3 separate regions of the Mus musculus genome follow, and regions 2 and 3 are each linked to region 1. A link is a contact called in public Hi-C and HiChIP or PLAC-seq data. All regions are on one chromosome and are shown on one strand. The core of a region is the stretch at or near the end of the contact, and the rest is flanking DNA. Distances in the headings are between cores, read along the strand shown.

The links. Hi-C and Micro-C count contacts between places; a contact is called where the count stands out from the background. HiChIP or PLAC-seq counts read pairs in DNA pulled down with a chosen protein or histone mark.
Region 2: a Hi-C map of the N1E-115 cell line shows a contact between it and region 1, with 4 times the contacts expected there. The contact joins the promoter of Srgap3 here to the promoter of Brpf1 in region 1. A contact is called at or near these places in 1 of 484 Hi-C or Micro-C datasets (the N1E-115 cell line) and 1 of 115 datasets of contacts at active chromatin or transcription factors (pancreatic cancer cells).
Region 3: a contact with region 1 is called in an HNF4G HiChIP or PLAC-seq map of pancreatic cancer cells. The contact joins the enhancer-like site here to the promoter of Brpf1 in region 1. A contact is called at or near these places in 5 of 39 promoter capture datasets (3T3-L1-derived adipocytes, the C10 cell line, the HPC-7 cell line and 2 more), 2 of 15 datasets of contacts at CTCF or cohesin (the NIH/3T3 cell line and large pre-B cells), 31 of 484 Hi-C or Micro-C datasets (the Ba/F3 cell line, the C2C12 cell line, ECoMG myeloid progenitors and 22 more), 14 of 115 datasets of contacts at active chromatin or transcription factors (the 230-238 cell line, the HPC-7 cell line, Th17 cells and 10 more) and 3 of 9 other capture datasets (adipose tissue, embryonic stem cells and liver).

Annotation. Positions count from the first base shown.
Region 1 is chr6:113,304,833-113,309,791 of GRCm38.p6, forward strand. It overlaps Brpf1 (bromodomain and PHD finger containing, 1), which reads left to right and starts at 2,305. Exons shown (of 13, transcript NM_030178.2): 1 at 2,305-2,505. It overlaps Cpne9 (copine family member IX), which reads left to right. Exons shown (of 21, transcript NM_170673.3): 21 at 1-739.
Region 2 is chr6:112,944,811-112,949,769 of GRCm38.p6, forward strand. It overlaps Srgap3 (SLIT-ROBO Rho GTPase activating protein 3), which reads right to left and starts at 2,456. Exons shown (of 22, transcript NM_080448.4): 1 at 1,620-2,456. The coding sequence starts at 1,686.
Region 3 is chr6:113,022,482-113,027,440 of GRCm38.p6, forward strand. No RefSeq gene overlaps it. Among named protein-coding and RNA genes, the nearest start is that of Gm43868, 21 kb to the right of the region's middle. Within about 2 kb of position 2,505, at least 80 of the 459 cell types and tissues checked have an H3K27ac peak or open chromatin away from gene starts, as enhancers often do. A contact at or near this core is called in the C2C12 cell line, the HL-1 cell line, adipose tissue and 6 more, where this site is marked.

The sequences.
Region 1 (4,959 bases), core at 1,055-3,554:
TGTCTCATGGGTGTTGGAGAGGGAGACTGAGGGACCCAGAGCCTGGGGTCACATCAAGAGTGAGGGAGTAATGATAACTTCAGTGAGGTTAACATCCATCCTAATGCACTCATCCAGTCACTTCTATATAAAATTTCAAATATTGTAAGAAAACGTGTGGGCTGGTGAGATGGCTCAGTGGCTAAGAGAACTGACTGCCCTTCCAAAGGTCCTGAGTTCAAATCCCAGCAACCACACTGTGGTTCACAACCACCATTAATGAGATTTGATACCCTCTTCTTGTGTGTCTGAAGACAGCTACAGTGTACTTATATATAATAATAAATAAATTTTTGGGCCGGAGCAAGCAAGATCTGAGCAAGCAGGGTTGATCAGAGCGAGCAGAGGTCCTAAAATTCAATTTCCAACAACCACATGAAGGTTCAGGTGTACAGCTACTGTGTACTCATCTGTACAGCTACAGTGTACTCACATACATAAAATAAATAAATAAATCTTTAAGAAAACTTGTTATACATACTTGAACACTTTTTTCCTCAGGACAGACCCATAGCTTTCATGAGATTTTCTAAAAGGTTCTTCACCCCAAAAGAGCTAGCTTTAAGACAACTGTGAGGTCCTAGTGGTACAAGCCTGTAATCACAAGTTCAAGGCCAGTGTAGGCAACTTATCTGGACTTTGTCATTAAAAAAAAAAGTTTTGTTTTGTTTTTTAATAAAAAAGAAACGGCTGTTGTGATATATCCCTGTCCTTGTGTGTGCAAAGCCTTCAATAATGAAAAAAAGCTGTATAACTTCTTTGATTCATTTATTTTGGTTGTTTTGTTTAGATAGGGTCTTGCTGTATGGCTCAGCCTGACCTGGAACTCATAAGCAGTTGGAGCAATCCTAATTCAATCCTCTTGAGTGCTGCGATTACTGGTTTATTCTGAATTTTCTGGATGAGTATAATAGCTTGTATTTTCTTTGTGCATGCGAATCTTATACAACAGACACTGTATTAGGCAATTTACAGTCTTCAACTCTCTTAATCCTTATCATAACCCCGGGACAGAGGGACTATATATTATCCCCATTTAATAATGAGAAACTCCGCTGCAATAAGCCATTTCTTTATAGAAACCACCGATTTTACGCCAGACCCCCCCTTTTGACCAGGAAACAACTTGGAGTGCTGGTTTTATTGGCATTTCTCGGGGGAAACGTGTCATAAGAAAACGTGCACTTTAGGGAGCTGAATACCAAGTCCGCATGAAAATAAACCGCGTTCTCAGTGACTCTAGCATCTTGGAAGACTATCATACTCTTCAGTGACAAAACTACAAGCACTGCTTGACAATGATGATCCCTGACATCCAAATTCTCTGAAACCCCCAGGAACTGACAGAATTTTCGAGTTCCAGGTTTACAATTGAAGAACCCAAAGAAGAATTTCCCACGATCACACTTGAGGTGTCAGTCATATTCAATGGGCTGTGTGTTTTGATACCGTCTTCCAATCAGCTACCGGTAACCTTGTAGTCCAGCGCTGCCAATCTGAGTCCTACAGTTTTACTGGAATGCACTGGAACCTCCCCAAACTCAGTTCCCTCATTAGGGCCACGCCTCGTCACCCTTCAGTCTCACATTTCAGCGGAAGCCCCGCCCCTTACGTTCCTAAGTCCCGCCCTTACCCTGCAGCACTGTGGTGCGCTTTCCCAGCTGTAGCTTCATCCCTAGTTTAGCTCCACCTTCCAGGCTTACCCAAAGCTCCGCCCTTCGTTACTTGGGCCCCTCGGGCCCACTCTTCCGGCTGCGGTCGTCGCATCAGGGCACCGCTTTCCCGCAGCTCCACCCCCTAAACACAAGCCCCTCCCGCGCCGGCCTAGTCTTCCCACGTCGCCCCGCCCCTGACCATATCTGCGGGCCTCTGCGGCTCCCTTGCGTTCGTCCGGCTCTAGGCCCTGCCCTCAACTCCGCCCCACCCGGCGCTCCCGCCCCGTTCCTCCCAGTCGCCTTCCTCGGAGACCAAGGCCAGGTCCCTACCGCAGCAGTCGCGCCAGCAGGAGGGAGGGAGCAGGCGGCGGCAGAGGGGGAGGGGAGAAGGGCGGGCTCCTCACGCCCAGCCTCGCGCTGCCTGTCCGTAGTCGCAGATTCGCCACAAACGGCCCGAGGACTCAGACTCCCCAAAACTGAGCTTTCGCTCGCCAGAAACTCCACTTAGAACATGGAGGCGCTTGCTGAGCCCTTTAAGGTGTCCAGAGATCTTTTTCAGACCGACAGGTTGGTCTCAAGCTCCTCAGTAGACCGGCGAGGAACCGTGGCGAAAGTGCGTCTATACAGCGCCACGGGACCACGTTTACCCTGGCGGACGCCGTCGCCGTCGCTGCTGCTGCCGCCGCTGCCACAGCCTTTGCCGCCACGGTCTCGCCGCTGCTGTTCCTGTGCCGCCTCCAGGAGCCCCCCCATTGTCCCGGCGGCACCGGGTTCCCAGGCCAGAAGATCCAAAAGCTCGGGAAACGCGAAGGTGCTTGCGGAATTGCGACGCTGGGGCACCGGCGGGACCAGGAGTGGCAGGGGTCAGCGCGGGAAGCCGGGGGAGCCGGGCCAGAGAGTGCGGGGCAGGAGCCGGGGCGGCCAGCTTCGCTTCCGAGAGTTCGGGTTTCCCCTTCTCGGCCCGTCTCTCATCGCCGGCCTCCCACACGGGGTTGGAGCCCCGGCGGGCGCCCCCGGCGATGAGCCCAGACTGGAGGTGGCCGGTGAGTACGGGCCGGGGCCGGGAGGTAGTGCCAGTGGAGAAGGGGCAGCCCTGGCGAGGCGCCTTAGGCTCCTCCTGAGCCCCTGGAGCAGGGAGAATTGACATGCCATTCGTTCGTGGGGAGCGTCCGCGGCAGCAGTGTTCCCTTTGAGGCTGCCTGGGCCAGAGGCAGAAGGGAAACCTTGTTTGACTTGTTACACTTTGACAAAAGGGAAGCGGCGCAGCATCCGGGAGATTGGGCTCTAGCCCCGCGGGCCTTGTCCCACCCCTTACCCCTTACTTCCTTCTGCTCCTGGAGTTCCCGGGAGTAGGTGCTTCCGCCATATCCAAGGGCCCCAGGGCTTTCAGAGCTAAGTTCTGGACACCTTCGTGCCTCTGACGCCAGGTCCCTTGGGGCACTGTGCTAGTTCGGGAACCAGGGCAGCAAAGCCAGAACGGCAGCGTTCACCAGGGACCCGGCTTGGAAAGTGTTGAGCTTGTTTGTACCTATAATTGGTTTTGTGTTTAAAGGCACAGCAGCAGGTAGGAAATAGAAGTGAGTTGGAATTGAATGTGTAGCTTGGCTGACTTGCTGTCGATAGATGGACGAGAGCTGCCCATTCTTGTAGTTAAGCCTCAGGAGAAGGAAGGAAAGGCTGAGAGTTAGTGTTTGTCAGGGAGGTTAGGCAGGCCCTGCATTGGTGGTCCTAGGCACTAGTTCAAACTAGTCCTGAGAGAAATTGGAGCGGTACCAGACTAAGCTGGGCTCCCTGGGGTTTGGTGCCATCTGCTGTCTCTACTCACCCAGAAACTGAGGTGGGGGAGGGTTAGCCTTTGAGAACCTTGGAACATAATGCCTAGATTTTTGTGATCATGTTTGTGTCCTGGCATTCAGTAGGCCCTGAGTTAATGTTGCATGAATCAGTAAATGAGGAAACCAAGTGTAGCCTGTGCCGTTTGTCCTGCGGAAATGACCATTTCACAAGGTTTCTCCCTATATCTCCCCACCCAGTTCCAGGGTGAGGTTCCCCATTAAGACTTCAGCGATGCACTGATTGTGTAGTTCAATGGTTTCTGTTGGAATCTAGGACTCAGTCATTGGCCACTCACTCAGGCATACAATAAGCAACGTTTAATGCGTAATCTGATCTTCCTCAACTCCTAATCTGGTGGTCTTCTCATTCAGCTATTCACAGGTTTCATGGTATTTGCCCAGGCTTGGGAGTCCAATGCATGCTAGGAACTGGGGATTTAGAAGTAAATAGGTCTGGTATTTACTGAAGATCTCCTAGTAGAATGGGAGAAAACCAGAAAATGTCACACTGGAGGTGAGAATAAAATGCCACGGGAACAGCTTTTCCTTGAGAGAGTGAAAAAAAGTCATAATAAAAGTGTCATTTGGCCGGGCGTGGTGGCTCACGCCTTTAATCCCAGCACTTGGGAGGCAGAGGCAGGCGGATTTCTGAGTTCGAGGCCAGCCTGGTCTACAGAGTGAGTTCCAGGACAGCCAGGGCTACACAGAGAAACCCTGTCTCGAACCCCCCCCCCCCAAAAAGTGTCATTTGAACTAGGTCTTGAAGAATTTGTAGGAGCCCACCATTCAACATTCCTAATTGAGAGCCCTTTGAACCTTGAGAGATTATAACATGTAGGGAATTTTATGCTGCAGTGTGAGCCCACCTCCAGTCTGGGCTTATTGTCGGGGGCGCCCGCCAGGGCTCCAACCCCGTGTGGGAGGCCGGCGACGAGAGACGGGGCCGAGAAGGGGAAACCCGAACTCTCGGAAGCGAAGCTGGCCGCCCCGGCTCCTGCCCTGCACTCTCTGGCCCTGCTCCCCCGGCTTCCCGCGCTGACCCCTGCCACTCCTGCCAAACCATAACTACTGAAAAGAATCTAGAAAGGAAGACTAGGGACAGAGAGCAAAAGGAATTTCTTGAATGTTATATTAGATGGTCTGAATAGAAGCTGGAGAGCAGCTGGAGGCTTTTAGTAATGTAATTGGTATGATCATTGCTACTTAGTAGAAGGATCACTCTTGTCACTTTATGTGAGACTAAGCCAAAGGAATTGAGACATAGGCAGCAATAGGTTTTAAGGGCCCAGACTAGGACCTTTGTAAAGAAGCTGGCACCTAGAGATGCTCTAAAGAGAGACTGGCCAGGATATCCTTGGGAAAGGAAGGCTGAAGAGAATCTACTGTATGGTGTGGGAGCTGGAAACTGTCAGGCCTGTGCTAATTGGTCT
Region 2 (4,959 bases), core at 1,206-3,705, 360 kb before region 1:
AAATTGGTTTTTGTTCTGACCGGCAGGATGAATCCCAGTCTCTGACAGCTAAAGGGCTTGTTTCTCAATTGACAGCAAGGCTGATACATTTAAGTCACTGTTTCTGACACTGAGCTGAAAACTAAGGAGGAGGCCCAGGGAATAGGAGAGATCTCTCTTCTTTAATCCCTGGGATCTACCCAGGGACGGTTAACATCCTGGCTGGGCCCACAACCAAAGACAAGGAAAACACAAAGCCCCTACCCCCACCCCATGCCTGTTCTCCAAAGCTTCCCCCCCCCAAATCAGAAGGTTGAAAGCAACACAGACAGGACAGACAGACAGCCTGAGGCTACTGATTTCCTGCGGTGTGGAGCCCTCAGGCAGCACAGAAACAGGCGTGGCATCCTCTGGTCACCAGAACCTCAAAGCAGCACCCTGCTCAACAGCCTCCAAACCAGGCCTCTCCACACCCACTGAAGATGCAGTGTGCCCACTCCGTGTGAGACCACAACACGCCCTGCGTCGCAGCAAGGAGAACCAAGGACTGGAAAGAAAATGGGTGCTCAGAGCCCCAGCTGCTTCTCTCCCCCACAGGCTCCGCAAAGGAGAAGCAGGGCAGGGAACCTTCAGCTCTCCTTGCTGAAGCTGTGCTTAGACAGCCCGAGGGTGCAGGAAGCCCACCGTCTGGCTCGAGGGCAGAGGCTGCTTGCCTTCTTTTAGCTGTGCAACTGGGGCCCTTCTCTTCCTCTCAGCTAGCAAGGATTTAGGGAGCAGCTTCTGCAAGAAGTATGGGTTCTATGCTACCAAAGCTGGAACCAGCACCCAAAGGGCATCTCACTCTCCTAGCAGGCAGACTTTCCCAGAACCACGGGAGCCAAGCGGCACCTACCAGTCCAAATCGTACACTGAGGTGTTGGCTTTTAACCAAAGCTGATGACCCGAAACACCGGTGTACAGAAGGACCAGGCTGCACGCTGGAAGATAATACATTTTCGGCACAGAACTCTCTCTTTATGCTTAAATGCCTGCATTAGTCTGGATCAATATGTCCCATAACAGTTAATCCATGGCAACTCAGACCAGGCAAGAAATGCTGACAAAGAAGGGCTACTTAAGGATGCGATGCACCCCCCCCACCCCCCCACCCCACCCCCACCCCCCGCAGCCCATACTCATGCATTTGAATTTCAGCCCAGAGAAGGCAGCAGAGGCAAAAACAACCACCCACAAAAGCCAAAAGAAGGGATGGGGAGAGCAGATCAAAAAATATATACATAAATAGCAAAGGGCTTTCTCGATGGGAGTGAGGGGGAGGAGGCCTTGACTGTCAAAATGGCCTTAGAGTGACATATCACTGCCAAGATGATGGAGTACCGGCGACACTCCTAAAGTCCCTTCCTCACACACCTGCAATGCAGAGATTTCTGCCCTTTCTGTAATTCACGCTCCCAGCCCAGGCACTATCTGCAGTGGGAGCCAGTCTGGACTTGTGCAGCCAGCACCCGGTCCTTCCTCCTTACAATAAGATTATTGCTGCATAGCAACTTCTCAAGAAGGCAGGGAGGCGAAGGAAGAGACAGCAGAGGGAGAGACAAGGGGACGGAGAGAAGGCAAAGTCCCTCGGCCCCACCACTCACCTTTTATTTGGGCTTCATATTCAGCAATGATCTCTTTGTCTTTCTTGAACTTAGTTTGAGATGACATCTTCCGACGTGGCAAAGAGAACTGACAGGCTGTTTGATCTATTTCTCCTTCTCTCTCCAAGTCCTCTCCCAAGCCTGGGTAATCACACAGCAATGGTCGATTTCACAGGTTTCAAGGGCTAATCTCTTTTACTTGGCTACAGAGCCCCGGGGTTGAAATCCTTCTTCTGGGAGGAAAATGCTCTCTGCTGGCAGGGAAATGGCTCTAGTGGCTTGCTCTGGTCAGCTCCTCTTGCAAAAGAAGTCACCCTGGGAGTACCATAACCTGCCCCAGATTTCCAGGATTTTTCTTCCAAAATAATAATAATAGCAGCCAAGAGCACACACAAACACACACACACACGTACACACACACACACAAACACATTCACGAGTGCACACACACGCTCACCCAGACACGCTTCCACGCAATTGTGCTGTGCACACACCCATCCACACCACAAGCGCGCGCATACACACACGCGCGCACACACACACACACACGCATACACACACACACCCTCACTCACACACACACACCCGCTTGCTCACTCATACACACACATCCACAAGAGGCGCGGCGCCTCCTGGGTCGTGTGGCCAGTCTCCGGTTCGCTTTGGAAGGCTCTGCTAAGGAAATGGTCAGGTTGCCAAAGGACCGGTCATCTCTCATCCTCCCTCCGGTCGATCGGCGCCTCGGGTCTGCTGGACGGTGAGGATCAAAACCAGGAGAGGGAGGTGGAAGTTTTCCCGGCTGTAGCGTTTTAGCTCCGCTGGACCCAGGGCTGGACTGCTCACCCTGCAGGGCTGGCTGAGCTCTCCCCCACCGCCCTCGTCACTAGACTCCGCCTCCCGGATTTTATAACAACTGACACATTGTAGCCTACAGGAGAGCTGAACTAGCTGCAAGCAAAAAGGGGAAGAAACGCTCACAAAAGGGAAGGCGGCAGGAGGGGGAAATCAGGTTGGGAAGGCCTGGGAGGCTCCTGCAAACTCGAGCTAGTAGTAGTTAGGCTGGAGATTTTCTAACAAACACAGAAAGATTCTTTTCTTTGCGTCGTGCTCAAACTAGCAACTATATGACGAGTTGTCACTCTGCCTGAGACTCTGGCAGAGTCTGATGCATGCAGGAGAGGCCACTATTTTTGAAAGAATTACTTGATAACAGGGACAGTGCCAGAGGTTTCAGCTTTGCAGAGAGATCTGGCAGACAGGGCTGCCTTCAGGCTCAGAGAAGGTGGGACAGCGCCATTCTGACTCCCTCGTCTTAGTTCCTTTACCAGTAAAATAAGCTCTCTTTGGAGACTCTTTAATGGACAATTTCAACAAATACATACAAAAAGCTTACTAAAGGGCCCACTGGCGTTATAAAGGCAAGAAGCACCATATGACAGTACAACAGAATTTAACTACACGCTGAATGATAGAATGGGTAAAAATGACAAGTGCTAAGAATTGAAAATATTACAGAGCGGGGGGATTCAAATGTAAAGAGCTTTTGGGAGATGGAGTATGAACAGAAACAGTTTGGCTCAGTACCTAGGTACACAGTAAGCTCCCTATAAATAGTAGCAACTATGGTAACCCCAGCATCCTAGGGGCTACATTATATATAAGTGGAAAATGACTTACCAGGGTGCCAGCATTCCAACCCAGACAACAAAACCCACCAGTAGTAAAGACTCAGTAGGAGTCTCCAGCATTTCATTAGAGAGTCCTAATTTCATTGGCATTTCAAATAGTTCAGTGTGGTAGGTCAAACTGGCATCAAGTACCATAGGATGCCTGATAATAAACTGTCATGAGAGTGTCTTGTCCCCCAAGAGTTCACTGAAAGAGACTTCCATAACTTTCTCAAACTAGGTACCACCTTCCACTTGTCCTTCTGGAATGGCCCAACATGTGATTTGGCTTGGGTTTAGAAATGAACAGGTTATCCGTACCAGCCTCTAAGGGCTCCCCAAGAGAGTATGCAGCTAGAACGGGTCTGGAGAGGTAGGTAAAGTGAGACAGGGTCCTCCCGCCTAGTGATCAGTGGGTGAGCACCAAGGGCTCAGTTGGGGAATGCACAGCAGCTGCCTGAGCAGTTCACCTGGTGAATCATAGGCTTATTATAGCTCTGGACACAGAAAGAGGAGGTTACAGAGTTCATAAGCAGATGCCACAGCCCACATCCTCCTGCCTCACCCTTCCCAGGGACATGTAGGCCCTCTGCTATGCAGAAGCCACAAGTGTCATTAGAGGAAGATATGCTCAGAGATTAACCTGCCTTAAGCCTAGATCCTCAGAGAAAAGTGGAGTTAGTGTCCTATGCCCTGGAATGTGAATATGCAGCTAACCAGATTCCTTCCTGTCTCTTCTAGGAGCCTGGAGCCAGGTGACTCTGACTGCTCTCTGTGGCCGCTGGGAGCAGGAACCCAGGAAACGGCCATTCTAGCCATGAGGAGAATTTTTAAACCACACATGCATGTCAGAGACGCATACAGCGCGCTGAGCCATGGGAATGTCCCAAGAAGCCATGAGACAATAAAGCGAGATGTGTCAGAGAATGCCTGTTGAACAGCAAGGGCTGGGTTTCTTTCTCAGAAGAAAGATGATTTAGAGTCTGGCCCAGCCACATCCCAGCTGTGTGGCCTCCATGTCGTCTCAGAACTTCAGTGTTCTCGCCTATCAAATGACAGTTCCACGGAGACCCCACCAAGGGGCCAAGCATCAGAGCTGTGGCGTTCACAGACACTGGGGACAAAAGCAGGTCAAAAAGGAAGAAGAAAAGAGGGGAGAGAAGGGAAGACTCGGACAGCCACAAAGTTGTCACCAATGGAGGAACCTATATTGTCTCAAATCCTCTGTTCCTGGGAAGAGGTCAGCAGCCTAGGCAGGGCCCCTGCACTGTGGCCTCATCTTGTCCCTTCCAACCTTCCCCACAGCTCACTGAGGTCTGGGTCACTCAGACTGACTCAGACTGTCTCCCTTCTGCAACAACCCCCTCCAAATGGCCATTGTTCTTTGTTGAATGAAACCAATTGCTATTGCTAATGTTTACTCTTCACAGGGCAGTAACAGAAAGAAGACCCCCCCTCCCCATAAATTTGTAACTGAAAAGGGGCAAAACCATGTGACTTGATCTGTGCGTTCCCCCCCCCCCCAACCAAGAATTAGAACAGTCATGGAAATATGCTCTTTCACCCAGGCCTGTTTCCTGAAGGACTTTAGATATTCCTGAATTGTACTGAGGTTTTATTCTACTTCGTTTTGTTTTGTTTTGTTTTGTTTTGTTTTGTTTTGTTTTGTTTTG
Region 3 (4,959 bases), core at 1,255-3,754, 280 kb before region 1:
CAAGGATGGAGAGCACGGCTCTGGCAGACCTTGCCCTTTCCCCCCATTCCCTCTGCCTTACTAAAACTGACTTGGGAACTTACTAAAATCACATTCCTAAAGCCAGCCCCCAAGGTCCATTCCCTTATTTCTCTCTCTCCATTTCCTCCTCCTGAGGCTGACTACCAAAGTCCAGCTATCGAAGTATTGAAGTCCAGCAATCAAAAGCCCCCTCTGGCTCACCTAATTGGCATACCCAATTAAAGTTAAACACCTCATCCTAACAAGGGGTTTCTCCTTGTACCTTTATAAACTGCCAATTTCCTATTTGCCTAGTTTGTATCCTTTCTACCCAGAGGCAGCCCTTTGTCCCCTGGAGACAAATATCCCTCCCCCTTCTCCCTTGTTTCCTTCCTGTTCTCCCTTGTCCTCTATCTCCTATGTCTGTCTCTGAGTCCCTGCCTTCTGTCCTTCTGGGACAAAGAAATCTCCTTTGTGCTGAGAATTTGGTCTTGGACCAGGTCCTGAGTCAATATTTTTTCTTTCACTTTCCACTATTTTACTAGTTGCTTAGATAGTTTTTCTGTATTAATTGATATTACTACCTTCATTTGGAAGGTTTACTGGAACCTAGGCTTTTTTTATGGTGTTATCTATTTGTTTGTTTATTAATTACTGAAACACTGTAGGCAAGGGTGACTTCCTACTTGCATTGTAGCCATGGATGACTGTGAACTCCTGAACCTCCTGCCTTTACTTCCCAAGTGCTGGTATTCCAGGAGTGTACCACTATATCCATTTTATGCTGGGCTAGGGATAAAACCTAGGGTTTCTAGTATGCTACACAGACACTCTGCCAACTGAGCTACAATCCCAGACCTATGTATAAATAAATCTCTGATCTTTTTTTTTTTTTTTTTTAAAGATTTATTTATTTATTATATGTAAGTACACTGTAGCTGTCTTCAGACACCAGAAGAGGGAGTCAGATCTCATTACAGATGGTTGTGAGCCACCATGTGGTTGCTGGGATTTGAACTCTGGACCTTCGGAAGAGCAGTCGGGTGCTCTTACCCACTGAGCCATCTCACCAGCCCTAAATCTCTGATCTTAAAAGATTACTTTTTAACAGAAAGCATTGCTTTGAACTGACTCAATGGTTAAAGGCACATGCCATCAAGCCTGGCCACCAATTGGTAGCTACTATGCAGAGTAATGCTTTCAGCTACTCCTTTAATGTGCATAAGATCAGGTTTTCCTCAGTCCACAGAGTGACCTGGGCCCCTGATCCTTGTAAACAGAGCCTCTCAAGGTGAGACCCCAAGACCAGCAGCACCTGAGAACTGTTAGAAATGCAAATTATTGGGCCCCACCCCAAATCTATTGATATAGACAACTGAGGACGGGGTTCAGGCATCAGGACTACCTGGGCTGATTCTAAACTATGTTTATCTCCTGGAAACACTTGGAGAACTTAGTCGATTACCAATGCCAGAGCCCCACTCTCAGAGAATCTGACTTACATACCCTGGGTGCTGCAATCCCTGCAAGATCTTAAGTGCTCTGCAATTGACTCTAAGCTGCAGTGATTGGACTTCACTTGGACCTTGAGTTCAAGGTTGAATGCAAGGAAGTTAGGAAGCTAGGGATGTCCCAGGGGGAAAGTACAGAGAGATTTAAAGGCTAGGAAACACCCAACTCCCCATCCCATCCCCGTGCCCCAGTGCTGTGAATCTAACTCAAGGCCTCCCACAGGCTACTCAAGGCCTGAGTTACATCCCAGCCAGAGATTCATTCTTGCAACAGCTCATTTCCAGTTATCTTCCATAGGGCACAGTGGAAGTTACATCTTGATAAATCCATCTTAAGGTCAAACAATCACAAGCCTAATTCTCATAAACCTGAGACAGTCTATGTGTGTATACACACTCACAAGAATTAGCTTGCATGATCACCAAGGGTCAGGATCTGCAAGGTGAGGGCCAGGGAGATGGCTCAGCATGCAAGACTAATGACCTGAGTATAATCTTAGAATCCTTATAAAGATGGAAGCAGAGAACCGCTCCACACAGCTGTCCTCAAACTTCCACATGCATGCTGTAGCATGCACACCTGCACCAAAAAAAACAAAAAACAAAAAAAAAAAAAAAACCGCACAATAATGATAAATAATAAAAGATCTGTATGGGGAGTTGGAGGCCCAAGAAAAAAAGATGTTCAGAGAGAAAAAAAAAAAGAAGAAAAAAAAAATCCCAGTCCAAAGGTAGCCAGGCAAGTAAAGTCGTCTGTTAGTCTCTTTGTTCAGTTTAGGTAGAAGGATATGATTTACTACGTAGACCAGTTTCAATGCTAATAATATCTAGAAACATACCTCAAATAACGGCTGAACAAATATTTAGGCATTCCATGGCCCAGTCAAGCTGACACATAAAATTAATCATCACAGGGAGTATGGCCTTGGATTGGTGGACCAGGGTTTCCCAAACGCTGTGCATGAGGATCTAGGCCAGTGAAATTCTCTACCGAAAAGGCCTCTGTGAAAGCACAAGTCTTGAGGAAGGCTGTGTAATAAGGCACATTAACATATCAAAGCTATGAATCATCCCTCGGGAAAGAAGTGACTCACAACTTTCTCAGCGTTAGCGTTTGATCCCAGCATCTGTTTTTTACTTAACACCTATTCATTTCCCACGGAACTAAAGTGTTGCACAGCACATATTGGGAAATGCTATGCCAAGCCATGAGAAGATAACACAGACTTGGAACGTGGGTTGGAGCATGATGTTTTAGAGGAATCTGACGGTAGTCTACGGTGATATTAAAGAGTCTAGATACAAAGAGCCCAGCCGTATCTGAAGTGATAGAGGCTGTTCTTAAGTGGGAAGGGGGGAGAAAAGGAATATGATGAGATATGTAATGGAAAAGTATTTGAATATATAGTTCATAAAGAGAAAAGAATAATAGAAAATCCCAAACTTTGGAGCCTATGAAATGAAAGAATAAATAGCCACAGATGGGGGTGGGGAAGGAAAGAAAATCTGGTTTGGGGACAAAGGCATGGCATATTAGGCTAGGGGTGTAGCTTAGTGGTGGAGTATGTGCCTATCTGAGGGAGGCCCTGAATTTGACCCCAACATCCCCAACATACATGCACAGCTGCACACATGCACACATACAAGATATGTTCAATTTTTGATGTGCAGTTTTAGGGTCACAGTAGACAGGGGGCTATAAGAAATGCAGCAGTTATCTGAATTCTGAGATTTTGTCTGTAAGACATTGAAATGATTCACCAGCTTAGGACTCATCAGCACAGAGTCAGAAACTAAGTCACCTTTACCCTCTTTCCTTCAACCAGAACAATCCCTTCTCTTTTGAAAAGGCCATGCTTTTTAAGCCAGTCTCGGGGCCTCTTGTGAATTGTACAAAGAAGCTTTCTAATACATCCCTGTGTACTGTGGCAGTAGGAAGCACTACCCTTCAATGAAGGAAGCCTCCGGCTCCATGTATGCAGCCCATGTTGATTGTGGACAGAAACATTAACTCTTCCTGTTGCGTGTAAAAACAGAACATTCACTTCGGGAAACCTCAAAGCTCTGGGTACCTAAAACCATCAGCTTTCAGATGGACTTTATAAACTAAAACAAAGCCTTGCCACCTTCTCAATGGACTAATAAGGACATGCAGGGCGTCACTCTCAATCAGTTCAGTGAGTCCTCCCCGTGTGCCTTCTGTGTGCATGGCCATAGTGGTCCAAGGCCTTTCCCCTCCTCCATTCTGCTCTGTCTGAATCCGAGCTGTGCCCTGCTTCCCCACCAGCTGTCTGAATTCTGATCAACTTGTTTAATTACTTTGGGCCTTGGCTTCCTTATTTATGAAAATGTCTTTTTTATTATTTATGTATGCATTTCTGCAACAAATGCTCCTGAGCTCCTACCTCGAGCCCCTACTTATGCTAGGCAGGGTGACCTCTCACAGTGGCAAAAGATAATCCCTGTAGCCATGGAGATTAAATCTCACTTAATTCGGTGGGGCAGTGCTGGTGCACACCTTTACTGTTAGCACTCAGGAGGCAAAAGCAGGGACATCTCTGATAGTTAGAAGCCTATCTGGTCTACAGAGCAAATTCCGGGGGAGCCAGGGCTACACAGAGAAATCTTATCTCAAAAGACAAAACAAAACAAAACAAAATACCTTCCCCCCTAAAAAATAATAGCTCACTGGATTCTCTTTTTTTTTTTTTTTTTTTTTTTTTTGGTTTTTTCAAGACAGGGTTTCTCTGTATAGCCCTGGCTGTCCTGGAGCTCACTTTGTAGACCAGGCTGGCCTCGAACTCAGAAATCCGCCTGCCTCTGCCTCCCGAGTGCTGGGATTAAAGGCGTGCACCACCACACCCGGCTAGTTCACTGGATTCTTAAGAAGAAGAAGAGATACTTTGTACAAATTATAAGGCAGGATCCCAGCACTCGGGAGGCAGAGGCAGGCGGATTTCTGAGTTCGAGGCCAGCCTGGTCTACAAAGTGAGCTCCAGGACAGCCAGGGCTATACAGAGAAACCCTGTCTCGAAAAACCAAAAAGACCAAAAAAAAAAAAAAAAAAATTATAAAGCACGATGTTTCATGTGTAGAAGGCACTCAATAAATGCTGTTTTCCTTATTTTTGATAAATCAAAGCACAGAGATCCAAGTGTTTGTGGAAGCCAACATGAGCCTGAGAAGCAGTAAAACTGTGCGGACAAACATGTGTAGTGGCCACGTCCTCACCAAAGGACAATAGGCCACTCAACACCAGCCCACTGTCACAGGAACAGACATGGATCTAGGATTTTTTTCAATTTTAAAGAAAAGCAGGGGAGGGGGAAATCCCTATTTTAGATGTTTCAAGCCTAGTGTGGGCCAAATACAATCTCTCTGATTTGCAGCTGACCCAGAGAAGACGGTGTCCTCAAGGAACTCTGGGTTTTCATTCTCTCGGAGACAT